Linked DNA regions of Bombyx mori: region 2 is linked to region 1. Evidence: chromatin contacts called from public Hi-C data. All regions are on one chromosome and are shown on one strand. The core of a region is the stretch at or near the end of the contact, and the rest is flanking DNA. Distances in the headings are between cores, read along the strand shown.

Region 1 (2,697 bases), core at 118-2,617:
GCAATAATTTAAGGCGCTTTGCAGAATATCGAGCAAAAGTTACTTACGTTGCTAAAAAATATATTATGGCTCTATTTATTGTTTTTCAATAGAGCGGTTCTATTACGGAAATCAGGGCTGCCCGAATACACATACTAAACCGGTTCATTTTAACTTGCATAAATCTATATATAATACTCGTACATATATAACGTCATGGTTTGAGCCCCGTGAGCTCACCTACTAGTTAAGGTTCCGCTGGAATAGCCTCTCTAGGCTACCAGCTTAGGTAGGAAAAAAAAAAAAAAAACGTCATGGGTCGTTGTGGCTTGTGTCATGGGTTAGTTCTCTCGTTGAACTCTTGCTTGAAGAGCTTGTAAGCACCGAGAGCAGAACTGAAGGATCCGACAAGACATGTTTTTGGCGACGGTGACTTTTTTTTGGTTCCAATATGTAATTAGCGGTGCTCAGGATAAGCGAGCTATTTAGTTGTTTTCTAGTCACATCCGCTGTGGAGGTTGGCTGTGTCCCCGGCATTGTTGTTATCCGGGAGCGTTGATTATATCACTCGCCACCAGGCGGTCCGCGTGCACCGTCTACTTTCAAAAGGTATTAAAAAACGTAATATACCGTATTCTATATATAATAACATTGATATGTGTTATTATTTACATAGTGTCGGAATACTTTCGTTCTGAACGTTCGTCTTAAGTGGCGAAATTAAGAATCGAATTCCCATAGTAATAGCTAGCTTAAGCATAGAAGATAATTTAAATTACGCGCATATAAAATTGAAATATATTGTATACTACTGACCTGACAGACTTCGTAGTGCCTCAGTAGATAAATAAAAGACCTAAACATTTGTATAAAATAAACTTAAAACAAGCAAAATGAATCCGTCCGACGGACGTCCGACACATCAAAGGAAAAACAAAATTGTTATTTTTATTTATGTCCGAGCATTTTCATATTTATCTACCTTTTAAACCTTCTCTGGACTTTCACAATTAATTCAAGACCAAAATTAGCCAAATCGGTCCAGCCGTTCTCAAGTTTTAGCGAGACTAACGAACACCAATTCATTTTTATATAATTATACAGATTTTACGTAATTGATTATATTATCCGAAACCGCAGTCTTTGATAATTACTACTACTACTAATTACTTGAGAGAGAAAACCCTAAATGATCTGCCGTTACTATATACTCGTACATTGAATAGTTCTATCGTTTGCCATTTACTTATAGTGTTCCAAGATAAAGTTATTCTATTCTACAAAATGAGACAGCCCTAATACACAAACCACTAAGATCACGGAGGTGTCAAATTAAAAATAACAATAGTACTGTACTAGGGTTATCATTCACTATGGGTCGCACATGGATCGTTCATTGTTTGCCATTAGTTGACTAGTAATATGAAACTTTTCTTGCGTACTAGAGGAACCCGACCACATCTGCGTTTACTAAATTGTTTTATAGGGATATATGTTAGTTAATAGAAGTTAGTTATCAATCTGTGGTACCATTACCTAGATAATTAAAAAACGGAGTAAATTATTAGCGTACCGGCCCAATATTTAGACCTTCGATCAGTAGTAGTATTATATCAATAGTATTATTTACGTTATTGATATTTTCTATTAACTGTTAGGTATTTATTATAACACAATTTTCAATAAAAACCTCACAATCAATCTAGGATGCATCATACTTTCAGTCGAAGCCATCCTAATCCCGGATCACAACAAGGCTTGTCGGTCGCGACCACGACTCTGTTTCAATTAAATAATCTAGATCATTTGCTGGAAGCTAGAAAATAGGTCACTATCACCGAATGAAAAGGAATTAGGCAAACACCTGAATTGAGCTAACGTCATTTTCACGCATTGCATTTGCAAGATATATGCAATACAAATTCGGAAGAACGGCAATGACACCAGCTAGGCGGAAAATTTTCATATTTCGTTCGCCCTTAAAGAAGATGTAGGATAAGCTATGATCTTCGTTTCTTGTATCTATTTGAATACATTTGTTGTCATCATGTCGGTTACTTTAACTCTTAAATAGACGATCTCGTGGCTGAACTACTACTATAAGATCGCTACCGGAAACCCTATACATGTAAAAGGTGAATGTTAATCGTTTGTTAGGTTTAATAGATCAGTTAAAAAACGATGGCATTGAGAGTACATACGACAAGGAAAAAGAAACACGGACGTGCAAGGTTACAACATACAATTTAAATTTTAAACAAATACAGTATTCCGACAAAGTCCCATAAATATTTAATGTAGTTGATGACATTTTTTTTCTGGAATACTATTCAATAGAATGCCGTTACAGAAACAATGTCAAGTTCGTATATGAAATCGGCTGTCTGATGACTGTCAATAAAACAATTCTTTTAAGTCCGATTGATGTAAACAATATTGAATCATCCAATCGTTGAACTACAAAATATTAGTTAATATTAATTTAGACATTAATAATCCTCGTCTTCTTCAGTGTATTACTTCAGAAATATTGATGGTCGCTGTCAATTTGGGTTCTAATTATATCTTTGGCTGGGTATATCTTTGGCGTCCAGAGGGTTGCTGATCTGAATTCAGCAACACGCAGGACTGAGCCTTCTTGTTCACTTTTCTTCAATCTTTCTCCTTGCGTCGATAATCCTGCTGACGATCGTGGCCTCATGAGGCTTTCTTGGGTAA
Region 2 (2,697 bases), core at 76-2,575, 49 kb before region 1:
GTTAGGCCACGACGACTTCTAAAATAAAGAAACACCGGCATAATGGCTCGAAACGAATACACCTCGCAAAGGATAAGATATCTTTTTAGCACGGAGATTTCATGTCGATGGTGATATAGCTTGCTAGGGCTAGCTAACTCGCCAGGTTGAGCCTTGTGAGATTCGCCTACACGTTCAGTGAGGCTGATACAGCCCCTCGAGGCTATCAGTATAGGTAGCTATTATAAAAATACAGCTCAGCTCCAAAACTCAACAGCCGGATAACTAAAAATTGCAGCTACCCTTTAAAAGAGACCTTATTAAAAAACCGTTTACAAAAAAGTTGTATACCATCTAAAACCACAATAATTATTTTGTCCAAACCTCCTCATGCACTTATAACAAAAAAAAAAAGTAAATTTAAATAAGCACGTATTACGAATGGGTCAAATGACTCCGATGCGCCGGTCAAAAGCAGATCGGCAGCGTTCTCTCTCAAGCTCATTCAAACAGAATTGAAACTCCTGAATGCCATTGTATGGGAGCGAACACGTGAGGCTTTCTTTCATCAGAAACGCAAGTGCATTGTGGGAACCCCCGCCTCCCCGTTGTCCCGGTCCACCCCTCATAGTCCTGGAGAATTACCTGCCATACGCGCCGTTCAGCCTCGCTCCGCCACTGTCCGCCTCATCAAAGAGTAGCTAAGACGTAGAGAGGACAGTTAAAACGCACCAAAAGCTATTAGTAGTTTCAACGATTTCCTTACCTCGATTATTTTAATTGTAATGTAGAAGGCAAGAGTCAACTTTTATTACGCATTATGAAAATGATTGATAAACTATTTTCTAAATATTTCCAAAGAAATTCGTTCATTTATTATTGATACGTACTACAAAATGTTTCTTAATTTTTTGATTAAAACACAAATAAAAAGCTTACAAATTATTTTATACGGTTCTTGATTGATAACTGAGATTAAAATTGTCATTTTATTAACTAAACTTTACCTCTTCTATTCCAGTAAGCATAACATGCATTCCATGGCCGGAGTTATAGGTGCCACTGGTGCCAGCAATATTTACAGAGTCCTTAGTGAATGCGAACCGAAACTTGAATGGTTTTTGATGAAAACGTAATTTAAATTAATCGCTTCAAGGCGCCAGTCACATGTAATGCGCTCTCGCCGCGTGTTAATCATTGTAAAATAACGTCATTGAAAATTTAAAAGGATTCACTCAACTAACGCTTCACCTAGGTCGTTTAGGGTGGCACGTCTATATGAATAATCTTTGCGCAGCGGCGAGGCTGTGCGCAAGCGACACGAAGCGACGCGACTGCGGACAGAGGAATAGTCATTGCCATTTGCCAGTCATACAGGCTGCGCTGGAGTGCGAGGCGGACGTGTCGACTCGTGTCGGCGGTGCCAAATGTGTTAGGGTCTGCTAGCATGTTCCTCGTCGAGTGCTTGTGACTGTGACATTATGTGGAACTTGTTTGTGTTTGTGGTGGTTGCGGCGGCGCTGGTCCGTGCCGAGATACAGGAGAGAGGTGAGCCTTCAATATATTTTTTTTTTATTTTGCTTTACATACTATCGTCTTAAGTGAAAACGGCAGGTTCACATGAACGTAAACGAGTTTCGCGTTTTTATAATCTTTCTTGGTGTTTTGTTACATTAGTCGTCCCGTAACACGCGGTGCTCGGTCTAGTGACAAACTAATGGATAAACACATCCCGCAGAACCGTTCTATCTAGCGTCCGAGTGGAAAGGCTCAAACGAAACTATTAAAATAACGGTGGTTCACGTAAAACTTGATCATCAAGCACCGAAATAAGTTTCCAATTATGAGGCAATCTTGTTTATTGCGATAGCACCGGTATATTTTTCTTGGAAGATCACGTTATGAATTAAGCAGTGCTTTTCGTATACATCAGGATCACGTGAACAATTGACATTTGAAGAATATTGTACATTTGAGGTTAACGAATTAACGATTTTAGATCTAGTTTAATACGGTTTATTTTACAATGTTATGTAGAAGTATATTTTGTTTACCAGACAGTACAAACTGCTCTGTGGAAACGCGTTGTAGTCTTTAACTACGGCCGTTAAATCTGCCCCGTTTCGTCCAAGACGATCCTAAAATTATAATAAACCTTATAATAATACATCATAATATAAAGTATGATTATAAACAGCAATCGGTAATATATAAATTTCCTTGAATTTCAAATTATCTATAACTTTGTGATGTTAAGTTAACATTTTGGATTTATATTGAATGCCTAATGATATGAGTCGGTACAACAATCCAGTCTATTCAGGCGTAGTAAAGCAATCGCGCGCATAATGTAGGTAAAAATAAAATTATGCCTACCCTATGAACTTACATCATAAAAAATTTATCGTCGTTACATTTGTAAATAACAAAGTGGATAAATGTGATACAGTATTCGTGTAGATCTTTCATACATTTTCTTATTTGATGAGATAGGGCCGTAAGCCGTACCCTGACGACGTCACAGACTGTCAATATGTTTGTCGGTATCTGAAACGTAAAAGTTGCATCAAATACATTTTGATTGACGACTTCTATAACGAATTGATACATAAAAATTGGCAACTGGAATTGCTAAACCTAATTTCAAGGTTATGTTGCTTTCGAGTAAATAATAACCTAAGTATCTGTATATAAATAGGCAAAAACAAAACCATCGAA

What was found. Hi-C and Micro-C count contacts between places; a contact is called where the count stands out from the background.
Region 2: a contact with region 1 is called in a Hi-C map of posterior silk gland, with 2.2 times the contacts expected there. The contact joins the promoter of LOC101741679 here to the enhancer-like site in region 1. A contact is called at or near these places in 2 of 7 Hi-C or Micro-C datasets (middle silk gland and posterior silk gland).

What each region holds. Positions count from the first base shown.
Region 1 is chr1:5,435,956-5,438,652 of ASM3026992v2, reverse strand. The region is part of intron 1 of LOC101741679 (epidermal growth factor receptor); the gene reads left to right. Among protein-coding and RNA genes, the nearest start is that of LOC101741679, 49 kb to the left of the region's middle. Within about 2 kb of position 1,367, at least 2 of the 8 cell types and tissues checked have open chromatin away from gene starts, as enhancers often do.
Region 2 is chr1:5,484,650-5,487,346 of ASM3026992v2, reverse strand. LOC101741679 (epidermal growth factor receptor) reads left to right here and starts at 1,325. Exons shown (of 5, transcript XM_038014145.2): 1 at 1,325-1,527. The coding sequence starts at 1,461.